3 separate regions of the Mus musculus genome follow, and regions 1 and 3 are each linked to region 2. The links are chromatin contacts, called in public HiChIP or PLAC-seq and promoter capture Hi-C maps. All regions are on one chromosome and are shown on one strand. Each heading gives the region's core, a stretch centred on a gene start, on an enhancer-like site or on the middle of the called end of the contact. The rest is flanking DNA. Distances are from core to core; before and after follow the strand shown. Region 1 holds the start of Blnk (B cell linker). Region 2 holds the start of Cc2d2b (coiled-coil and C2 domain containing 2B). Region 3 overlaps Blnk (B cell linker).

Region 1 (3,773 bases), core at 156-2,655, 250 kb after region 2:
TGGCCCCCTTATTATTTCTACGATGTCTGCTCTACCCTTCCCTTCCGTGAGATGCACAGCAGAAGATGGAGGGTGCCTGTGGGACCTTCTAACTTCCATGTTAAAGGCTCTGTGGCTCTCCTGGGTATCCTCTATAAAATGGCTGACCAGCTGATGCTGCCCGCTGGTCTGGACCCCTTAGTACCTCTCAGTCTGCCTCTTACCAAACCCCTCAGAGTGAGAAGACCCATGTGCCACCGTGAAAGACTGTCCTTCTATCAACTCCATGTCTTTTCTTGTCATTTGTCTCAGACTCTCCAGTGCTCCATCCCTTAAGTATGACCTCATGAAAGTCCAAAGTTCTAGCCTGCACATGGAATATAACACACCCTTAAACGTTTGAAAGTTCCAGCCTCTGAGAGTCATCAGCCCCACTTCAGAAGACAATGCTCTTCAAACTCAAAAACTGGGAAGTCATCTTTGCATGGTCTCTTGACGTATGTATGCCTTAGGCCACTGCTGGCTTATTCTTTCTTAGTATATATTTCTTTAAATTGCCAAAGCTGTTTTTTAAAATGGTTATTGTTATTATCAGTATGTGTGTGTGTATGTGTGTGTGAAATGTGTGTGGGCATGATGTGTCAGGGCATGCATGTGCCAGGCTGGCAGTGACTGTGGAGTCCAAGGACAGCTTTGTGGAGTTGCTTCTCTTTCCGTTTTTTATCTGGGTTGTGGGCATGGAACTTAGATCATCAGACCTGCACATTCAGCACTTTATCCAGTGAGCCATCTGACATTCTAAAATAGATAGTCATGAGGGTACTGGAGAGACGCGTAGTTCCCCCAATAAACTTAGGGTGAACACCCACAAAACAAACAAGAGTCAGTAAGCGACAGTGACTACAAACGCTCTTCACACCATGGATGAGCCCCTCCTCAGACTCAGAAAGCTGGCTGTTGCTAGCATGTGGGCCATCAAATTTTCTATCTTCTTGCCTTCCCAGAGCTTCACTCTTTGTCCCATCCCTGGCAAAAACCAGCCAAAGCAGGTTCCTTCACTCCTCCTACACGTTTCTTTAAAAAGCTGATCTACTTCCCTATAGCCATTGCTAACCGATTGGCACTGGTCAAGTATCCCAAGGTTTTGGTGCCTCTGAGCGCTGGAGGAGCCCTAGAGGGCAAAGAAGAGGAATAAGGCTCCGAAGGGAATCTCTTACCTCAGCTTCTGGCTGGCAGGGACAGTTATCTTATTCAGCTTGTCCATTTTCTTGAGAGAGGATGTGTCGCTGTCCAGGGGGGTGTCAGCAGCTCCTGGACTTCCTGGGGAGCAGCATGGTAAGGCTCTGGCCTCAAGAACTCAAGCCACTGGAACTGACTTCTGCGAGCAACCCACAGGCTGCTGGCAAACACCCCTGCACAGGGGAAGTAAAACTCGCTGGAGCGCATCGCCAAGTTTCATGTTTCTACGAGGTCATGTGATCCAGGGAGTCAGCCAGCCTGGCTGATTACTGTGCGTTGTGTAAACTTCGGTAGTGAAACCTTATTGGGCATGCAAATCCCTTCCAGTAGCTCTTTTATGATCAGGTGTGTTGCCAGGTTGGATAAGTTTCTGACTGAGCACTACTTCCTGTTTGTCCCAAACCTTAGGTAGTCCCTGTTTTTAGCAGATGGCCAGAGTCACCCTGCCACTTCTTAGGTACAAGGAAAAGCTGAATAATCAATTATATCTGGATGGCTCTTTGGGGGCTTTCTGCTCATTTGCATTAAGCCATGGGTTAGCCTCTTCTTCTTAAGAACTAAGACATGAAATGGACAGTTCTTGTCACCGAGGTCACAGCAGTGGTCATTTAAAATGTGATAGGTAATTCTTTGTGCAAGGTCAAGGTCACTTAGGGGTGGGGAAAGGCGACCCTATCGTATGCTGTGTGGAGTCAGGAGTTGCCTTGCTGAAAGCTTGCCATTTTCAAATAAAGACAGGATACACTCAAAAGTCAGCTGAGGACAAGCCTAGTGATTTCCCAACACATGACATCAGGCGGATGCCTCCTAACTCCCCTCCATGTCTTCCCCTCTCATCACACCCAGTGCGACATGTCAGGTGTAGGGGTATCCCAAGCACAGTGAAATCCCACACCTGCCTCTGACCCCATCTAGACAGTTCTGCTATACTCCTCGAGACAACAAAACACAAAAAACAAAAAAATGAGAGGGCGTGTTCTTTCTTCCCCTTGGACCTGAACACCCCCACCCCCACTCACCTGGCACATCCTAGTCACCTTTGTGAAAGGAGATTACGTTCTGAACATTATCAAAGGACCATCGACCTGGGTCTAAAGAATGCACGGGGGGTTGGAGGGAGACAGAGTGGAGGGATTTCAGTTATCTCTCCTGTTATAGCTTCAAGGGCCTGGCTGAGGAGAGAGTGGGAAGGAGGACCAGGCCAGAGAAGGGAGGAGAAGAGACAGAGAGCAAACCCGGATTTCTTCCCGCCCCTGCCCACCCCCACCCCCAGGTTCTTTGTTCAAAGAGGAGCTCTTCGGTCCTCCTGGTTCCTTGACTGTTCACGTTCATGCACTATATCTGAATTTGCCATTCTTCAGGATGTCCGAGAGCTGATGCCTCAGAGTGGTTGAAGGGTGAGGTCCCTTTGCAGAAGAGTAGGGCATCAGGAGAGAAATGCAGACACTTGCTTCCCGTAACTGTTGCCTTTCTCTAATCTGCCTGCACGGTTTTCTTGCAATGTATCCTGAAGGAGATCTAGTTCCCTGCCCCGCCCTTCCCACAGCTCTTAGCAGAAAGGAACATAAAAACCATATATGATGTCATCAAGGGTCAGGAGAGTCTGGCCAGGGGGGTGATAATAGCCTTTTGTTCCTTCTGGATGGTTGTAAAATGCTTCCAATTGACCTGCGGACTTTCCTCTCCACCAACTCTGTCGAGCACCTGGTCTGGCAACTTCTTATTTCCCCAGAGAAAGAGAGAGGGTCGAGGGTTCCACTTCTGCTTTTTCTTTTTACAGCCGCTTGTCTTTCTTCTTTTTACTGTATTCAAGTCCGACACGATGAAAACGAGAAACTGCTTTTCCAGGCCGGTGTGTTGCAGTTCTGCCCCGTGTGGTGTGGAGTGTGTGGAGTGGGTCAGTTCAATGATCCAAGCCTGACCCAGTGGCTTTCCTGCTGCCACGGCTTGCCAAGAAGGGTTGATCACGACTGGGAACCGGTTACCAAATCTCAGCTGCTGACTTGTTAATGAAGTGAGACCACACAGTGTGACTCCACAGCTTATGCCTTGAAGAGCAGCCAGGCCCAGTCTACAACAGCAGGTACACAGATGACTGAATCACCAAAGTACCACGACAAATGCCTTTTAACAACTGTGAGTCACACATACCACGGAGAAAGCCATATGGCACAATCACTTTGGAAGGAGGTTCGTGTTAAATGGTGCACATGTTTGTGAGGGTAGGTCATAGGGTCTATGAGACATTTCTAAGCTGATAAACCAAGGTCACATGCAAGAATGTTCAGTGAAGCGCTGCTATTCCCTCCTTCGGGGCCTTGGGCAAGCCGTGCAAGTGCTGCACCACTGAACACCAGCTTGCTTTCCTGTTTCTAACAGGAAAAACAAAAACCCAGTCTTAGCAATGGTCCAGTTAGTTGTCCATCAACAAGACAGTAATGAATGATTGGTACCATTTTTCACATAAACAGATACTATTGAACAGCGGAAACCAGTGAGCTCCAGTTGTATCACTGTGGATAGATGGCAAAAATAATATTTTCCTCTTTAAAAGT
Region 2 (3,783 bases), core at 907-3,406:
ACAAGCTAGTGAGAGACCGTCTAAATGAGGCTCACCAGTTTTCTAGATAGGGTTAATTGAAGTGGGCAGGCCAACCCTGAGTGCAGGTGGCAATACCGTCCTATGGATGGCAGCACTGGGCTAAACAAAAAGGCTTTCTCTGTGCACAGAAGACACTGTAGACGACTTCTCAGTAACTATTGCTGCCTTGGATGATTGCCTGCCTGCCTGCCTGCCTGCCTGCCTGCCTGCCTGCCTGTGCAGATGTCTTTCTAATTCTTTGCCAAGAAATTAAAAATGTTCTATGAAATCTGATCTGTAGCTAGAGCAGTTAAAAAAATATATTATAGCCTGAATCAAAACAGTTCTGCATGTGAGATTAGACCACTAGTTTGAAATATCTACTGGATGTCAATTCTTACTCCGACTCCCTCCCCTCTGATAGGAAATGCTCTTTAACCTTGAAAATATTTAGAATTCCTCAACATCTGTTCGATAAACTCTTTGGTAGGAGATCTTGAATCCTACATTATCTTGACTTAGGTATTTGGACCCATATACTTAATGCTTAGGTATAATAGCAATAATACATTGTAGCACACACACACACACACACACACACACACACACACACACACCATGTGTACTTTTAAAAAATGCATAGCACTGGTTGATAATCCTGGAAATTAAATGTTCTTAAAGTTCATCATATTCTGTGATGCTTGCAACATGCAGACATTTCCCATTTAATCCGTGACATCAGTATGTAAGGGAAACACTCTTGACTCTGCTTTCTGACTCTGCTGTTGGACTGTAGAGATGGCCTGGCCCCTAAGGGCTAAGCTCACAACCCAAACGACAAGAATCTACCACCATTGCTCTTAAATTGCTATACCAGATGAGCCCTAGACAACAAGGATTTTATTTGGAATGAGAATTTGTCCAAATAAATTTTGAGGCGTGGACACAGTTAACAGTAAGTCGTTTTTTGTTTGTTTGCTTTTTCAGATAATGAGGCAAGTGGAACTTCTGAGTTCGTTCCCTTGTGCCGCAGGGTCTCTACCTCGCCTGGGCAGTCACCTTTGCAGCTGCTCTATTTCCCTACGTCCCTTTTCTCGAGGCCCGTTAAGTTTTAAAGACCTCCTAAGTGTCTTCAGAATCTCAGGCTAACGGCTCAATGGGGCGGACACAGAAAGAGGTTCATAAAAACAGCATATTGGAATGAAGGGACACACATCACTGTGCTCAGCCCCACTTGCAAACTCCCAACTGTATCAGTTCTGTTTAGGTCATCATTATTTTAACAAGGAACAAAGAGGCTTGCAGGGTGGGGACATACCGCTGTTTGATTTGTTTATTCATTTACTGCCTGCGATGGTGCGTTCGTGGTGTAGGTCGGCTTGCGGAGGCCACAGTGTGACGCTGGTTGTCTTCTGCCATCATACTACACTTTATTTGCTGAGACTTTGCTCTCTTCTGGAACCCAGAGCTTGCCCTGGGGGATTCCTGCGGCTGTCTCCACACTTGCCTGGCCTTACGTGGGTTCAGGGAATCTTAACTTCACTGACATTACAGTCTATGTGCTGAGCCATCTCCCCAGCCCCAAACTACCACTACTTCTCCTTCATAGATTTATTTTATTTTTAATTATGTTTCTATGGGTGTGGGAGGATATGTATATGTGTGAATGCAGGTGCTAGCCAGGCCAGAAGAGGGCATCAGGAGTTACAGGCAGGCGGTTGTGGGCCACCTAACTGGGTGCTGGGACGCGGGCCTCTGTAAGGGCAGTAAGTGCTCCTCATCGCTTGCTCTCCAGCACCCAGCCCAAGACTTAAAAGATATTAAATTTGTGACACGAATTGCAAGCTCTGAAAAAAAAATTGTTTGCACTGAGGGCTGTGGCATGGGGCCAGACACCAGTCTCTTGAAATGAAAAGCATCCACACTGCGCACCCGCTCTCCTGTCCCCTCTCCGTGGCGTGGCGCATGCAGTTCTTAAGCCGCCACTAACCCCCACCCCAAAGGGAGGGGCAAGAGAGGCCCGAGGGATGCGGGGGGGGGGGGGAGGGTTAGCTCAGGTGCACGAGGAGATCTCATGCACTGAGGCTGGATCAGAACCAGATGGCTGGGGAGGGGAGGGGCAGAGGGCAAAAACGCTCGCACTGCGCATGCTCTTCGGCTGTAGGCGTTGATAGCTGCTCAGGATCTGTCTTCACTTCCCAGACGCATCGAAAAGCAGTGTCCATCAGGTGAATGTCTTATCTCTCAAGGTCCCCATGACGGTACCAGAGTACACTGGGGATGCACCCCTCCTCTGTGCGGAATCCTGGGGCTGGGATAACAAGGCAACTAGGTGAAGTGGCAAGAGAGGGCACGGAACCGCGCCACCTGCCAGTCATCCCGGTTTTAGGAATAGGGGTGAAAACGTGTACATTTCACAGCTTCGAGGTCAGGGAGGGGTTTGGATTAAGTTCCGGTCAGAAAAATATTTCCTGAGTGGAGGAGGCTGGGCGGCTGGAGTTGAACTCTTTGCTAGGGTAAGCATTAGGACAACACCTTAGAATCAGCGGAACTACTTCAAGGTAATTTACTTCAAGCGGAACTTACTTCAAGGTAAGTACTGACAGAAGGCAGGTACAAGAGCTAGGAGAAAGTCCCTAGAAGACTACAGGATGCGAATTAGGCTCGAAATGTGGCGTGCAGTCCATTGAGAAAAGTTACAAAACTCAAAGCAAAGTGATGACCAGGAAAAAGCAGTCTTGCTTCACCCCTAGGTGGCAAGTGTGGCCCGAGGGCCCTCGCACTGAGAAGGGCCTCAGGGTTTCTCCAATTGAGACTGGAGTCCAGACCCAGAGATGGCTCTTCGACCTAGAATATAAACAGCACAGGACTCTCGCCAGTTTCACTAGACCCGGTGTCCGTGCTCCGTCGGTAATCCAGTGCACTCTGATAATTCTCAAGATCAGTTTCCAGGTAGCATCATTACATTGCCTTGGGTGTGTTAGATACAAGCCTTCAGTCCATAGGACAATCTGTGTCACCTGCACGCCTTCCTCAAACCATGCTGTAGGGCTTTGAGGGGGCAAAGGGGCAGAAGTGAAATCTTCTTGGTCTTGAGAGCACAGGGAACTTGGTTTTGATGTTTCCCAAAGATACCAGTTTACAGTTCAGAAGGTTTCTTTTCGGGCCATGCATGCATTCCTTGGGTCCTCCTGTCTCAGCTTCTCCTGTGTTAGGATTTCAGACATGCATCTCCAGCTGAGCCTGGGCCGAGATTCCCACTTCTTGATTTAGGGGGAAAAATCACAGATAAGTAAAAGATAAGAATTTCTGAACCTGTCAGGTAGTAAAATATCTGAGGGTCCTGATGCTTATTAAAGAATATGGCTGGTGGGAGGCTTTTGTTAAATTCTGCTTTTTCTGTAACCTGCTCCTAAAGGATAGTTGATGCTATGTGTTTAGTGGATTTTTATTTGGACAAAATGCAGCCCACTGTTTGAATTTTTATTGGAATATATTTTTTTTGGCACAACGTTCTAGCTCAAATAAAAGAAATTCTGAAGAACGCGACATAAGAAACACAACTGTCTGCAAGCATAACAGAGTATCATTAATAGTGTCAGGGATTGGTGCTTGCCCCGTTGGCTGGGTCTCAAGTTGGGACAGTTCTTATTGGCCATTCCCTCAGTCTCTGCTCCATCCCTGGGGCCTACATTTCTAATAGACAGGATAAATTTGGGGTTGAAAGTTTGGTGGGTGGGTTGGTGTCTCTAATGGCTCCACCGGGGTTCCTGCCTGGCTAAT
Region 3 (3,651 bases), core at 264-2,763, 190 kb after region 2:
AGTATTTTATCACTTTCAGATAGTATTTAGCTCCATGGTTTTGTTCTTGATTAGAATTTGTTGTATTATTTTCCATGAATAATACTGTTTATTAAAACGGATACTCAGACAAACTTGAGTGAAGCCAGTACTAGCATGTAATGTGCCGACTGAGGCATTGTGCTTGCTGGGATTTAGAAACATAAAAGGACACGGTAAGATCACTGACGAGAGTCTTTCGAGTTAGAGCCCATGTTTATAAGTTCCTTAAGTAAAAATCTAGACAGTAGGAAGGCAGAGGCTGGAAATTCAAGCTTTTAGCTTAAGAAAACGTTCCCCTCAATAGATTTATTTTAAGGTAGAAAAACTATTTAAAAAATTCAACGTGTATTAAATATTTTATTAAAATAGCTTAGAATCATACATTTAAAAAATTATAGCAAAACATGACCTAAAAGATAGGAAGAAGAAATGCAAAACTGGTGTTCAGCCTTAGGAAGGAATTTGAAAAGACAAAAAAGACCTATTATTTATTCCTCAGAAACAAAGGAATAAAATTTACGAGGTTTCCATAGACTAAGTAAGGTCTAATAGATTTCATGTGTGACCCAAAGTAAGCCAACGGAGACAGCCACAGCGTTTAAAAATGGACTGCAGTGTCGTGGGCCAGACTGTGATGACCACCCAAGAGTCACAGAGGCCTGAGGACAACAACTCTGAAAACCTTGCGGCTGACTGTCCTGGCTCCAAAGGCGGCGGACGGAGTCAACCAAGGCTCACCGTAACAGTGACAGCAAAGCTGGAACCTCACCGACCTCTGGGAAGCCCTGACCATTTAAGCACAAGCCCGATAGCCCTTCCCTGGGGGACTAGCTAAGGAGGTCGACAGGGGTTGGTTCAAAACACAAGCCTCTAGGATTGTGAGTCATAAGAAAGTAAGGATGTGATTGGCCCATTCAAACAGGTTGTTATTGCTCCAAAACACACCCTCTCCCCAACCCAGTCTCTCTCTAGGGCCACCTTTCCTGCACTGGGCCCCATACAAGGGAGATCTACTTTTTCCCTAACCAGAATGAGCTGGACAAGAAAGAAGCAAAAACCGAGGAAAACTTTAACTTGTTGGAGGCAGCCTTAGAAGGCCTTCTGATCTACCGACGATTTCCGTCTAGGCAGAGCAAAAAACCCTCAGCAGCTGATTGGTGACATTTTCCCAGGGATTTGAGGGTTTTTTGTTTGCTTGTTTTTGTTTTGTTTTTTAAATGGGAGAACAGAGGAAGTGAAAAGGAAACTTTAATCTTCCACTGTCCCATCTGTCCCCAGTGTTGAGCTCTCAAAAAAATGTTTCTAGGTCTATCTTCTGCCTTTATCTATATCCTAAGTCCCGTGAGTTGGTTCAAAATAGCCTGTCCTCTCTTCCCTTGCTCCTCAGAGCCTGGGCTCCGGCTGCATCAGGTCTCCCCAGACCTCCCTGCCTCCTACTTCTCTCTATTGTTTGAGGGTAGTGGGCCCCCTGGAGCCTTGAATTGAAAGACAAACAGGAAGGAGATGAAAGAACAAAGCAGCAGGTGCTCTGAAGGCCAAGTACCCGGAACTTGCCCCTGCCCCTAACCCATGCAACTACTAGTTGGCTTAAGTTTTTAGGTGTCCCAACCTTGTTGGATCTGTGCAAGGCCTCTTCAGCAGACTTGCGGTCACAGGCGCCAGCATACCAGGGCTTACCGAGCAGTTCAGCCTCCTGGGAGACAGAAGCATTGTGAAACAGGAGATGGTTCTCAAAGGAAATGAAAATTTAACCTATGTGCTTAAGTGGCCCATTTTGCAAAACCAAAGACGGGAACAATAATCAACATCTTTACCAGTAATGTCAAAATGAGTTTGTTTCGCGCTTCCTTTGAACAACCACAGAGATTATGTGGCTAGCTAGCTCATTCCCATTTGGCCTTAAGCTGTAAATTTAGTCTTAAAACATAAATGGACCTCACTAGATTCCTGAAGCATTTTTCTCCTGAATGAATTATTTACTCTTTTTTTTATTGTGCTAATATTCTCTTTAAAATTTTTTATTTATTTTTATTTTATGTGTATTGGTGTTTTGCCTGCATGTATGTATCAGTGTGGTTGTTTGATCCTGGAGTTACAGTTGTAAGCTGCCATGTAGGTGCTGGGAATTGAACCTGGGTCCTCTAGAAGCGCAGTCAGTGCCCTTAACTGCCGAGCCATCTTCCCAACCGTGTTTTTATTTATTCTTGATGCTTCATAGAGTGCTTCATCATGTCAGTGTGTGTGTGTTTATATGTGCATGGGAGTGGGTGCACCCGTGCACACAAGCACATGTGCAAGTGTGCCACATATCATCACTAGATGCTGCTTCCTCGGGCGCTGTCCTCCTTGCGTTTGAATGAGCATCACTCACTGGGATGGAGCTCAAGGACTAAGCTAGGCTGGCTGCCAGCCCACCCTGGGGATCTCCTGTTTCTGTCTCTCCCGGCTGGGATTAGAAGTACACAGATAGCATCTCACTCCTTTTTTTATTTCATTTTCTTCTATTCTATTTTTTGGGGGGTGGAAATCGGATTCAAATCCTCAATGCAACTTGTTCACGTGTCACCTTCAAGGGCACACAGTGTCCTTTCTGTCTCTTTATGCTGTTCCGTTTGATAGAGGCTTTAACATCCTAAGCCTCCACAGGTCTATTCTGAGGAAATTATAAAGTTTAAATAAATGTGAGAGGACTAACAACAAAAACAACACATTCCCTCATTGTTTTAAAGAAACACTGTTATTTGGGGCGCCTGGAATAGAAACAAGAATAAATGGGGCGAGGTCTCTCTTAGTCACTGAAACAAACAAACAAACAAACAAACAAACACAACAAAACAAAAAAACACAGGACATTCTGCATCCATCGGACCAACTCAGTTAAAATCCAGACTCCATCCTGAGCCATACTCCAAGCTGTCTTCTCAGAAGACATGCCCTTTCCTGAAATCCACTGGAAATAATCCACCGATGTCAAGCTCATGCCCTACCTGGTCTGCAAACGTCGAATTAAATGGGAAGCTGTGGAACGGTCCATCTGCAGCTGGGCTCCCCGCTTCTGGGAACCCTGGAAGAGATTTGAAAACTCCATGAATCTTCAGTCGTTTCTGTGCAGGTACAGTGCCTCACTACTGCAGGAGCTCTCAGGGCCACACACAGAGCTGAAAACTCCTCAGGACTGCTCAGAGCGGGGCTTCAGGACCCCTTTAAATCCTCAAGATCCTTCCAGATGTTTGAGAGGTCTTTGTTGTTGGCAAATCTCATCTTTGAAAAGCCTAAGTTTTCCTCACCTATTGCAACAAGCATAGCAATAGACTGTTGGCTCCAGAATTTAAAAATTCTGCCAAGGTGGACCTGGCAATGCAGTCTGTAATATTAGTTACTAGGAAACTGAGGCAGGGGGAGCCCAAGTTCAAGGCCAGCCTGGGCTACACAGTGAGACCCTGTCTTAGGAGTAAGTAAAATTTGTAAAATGTAATCCAGTGCCGCTCTATAGACACACACACAAGCACACACATGTTATATTTAGTTTGGAATAGTTTTCATAAAAATATTTATGTTAGTGTCTAATGAGTCCAATGTAATTTTCAAATGGGTTATTTAATAGTTTTATTTTTTAAGCTTTAATAATGA

Evidence for each region. Promoter capture Hi-C pulls out the DNA fragments that hold promoters and counts their contacts. HiChIP or PLAC-seq counts read pairs in DNA pulled down with a chosen protein or histone mark.
Region 1: a contact with region 2 is called in a promoter capture Hi-C map of stem cell-derived epiblast-like cells, with 9 times the contacts expected there. The contact joins the promoter of Blnk here to the promoter of Cc2d2b in region 2. A contact is called at or near these places in 12 of 39 promoter capture datasets (the 3T3-L1 cell line, 3T3-L1-derived adipocytes, the C10 cell line and 8 more), 1 of 15 datasets of contacts at CTCF or cohesin (pro-B cells), 14 of 484 Hi-C or Micro-C datasets (the AML12 cell line, CD4 T cells, the P5424 cell line and 10 more), 9 of 115 datasets of contacts at active chromatin or transcription factors (the 230-238 cell line, bone marrow-derived macrophages, embryonic stem cells and 3 more) and 3 of 9 other capture datasets (adipose tissue, liver and pancreatic islet).
Region 3: a CTCF HiChIP or PLAC-seq map of pro-B cells shows a contact between it and region 2, with 13 times the contacts expected there. The contact joins the enhancer-like site here to the promoter of Cc2d2b in region 2. A contact is called at or near these places in 2 of 15 datasets of contacts at CTCF or cohesin (large pre-B cells and pro-B cells), 19 of 484 Hi-C or Micro-C datasets (the 63-12 cell line, B cells, the C10 cell line and 9 more), 7 of 115 datasets of contacts at active chromatin or transcription factors (the 230-238 cell line, bone marrow-derived dendritic cells, bone marrow-derived macrophages and 3 more) and 2 of 9 other capture datasets (embryonic stem cells and liver).

The regions. Positions count from the first base shown.
Region 1 is chr19:40,992,816-40,996,588 of GRCm38.p6, forward strand. Blnk (B cell linker) reads right to left here and starts at 1,406. Exons shown (of 17, transcript NM_008528.5): 1 at 1,197-1,406. The coding sequence starts at 1,243.
Region 2 is chr19:40,746,661-40,750,443 of GRCm38.p6, forward strand. It overlaps Cc2d2b (coiled-coil and C2 domain containing 2B), which reads left to right and starts at 2,157. Exons shown (of 35, transcript NM_001376940.1): 1 at 2,157-2,228.
Region 3 is chr19:40,934,643-40,938,293 of GRCm38.p6, forward strand. It overlaps Blnk (B cell linker), which reads right to left. Exons shown (of 17, transcript NM_008528.5): 14 at 3,009-3,085; 15 at 1,631-1,714. Among named protein-coding and RNA genes, the nearest start is that of Zfp518a, 42 kb to the left of the region's middle. Within about 2 kb of position 1,514, at least 36 of the 459 cell types and tissues checked have an H3K27ac peak or open chromatin away from gene starts, as enhancers often do. A contact at or near this core is called in embryonic stem cells, epiblast stem cells and pro-B cells, where this site is marked.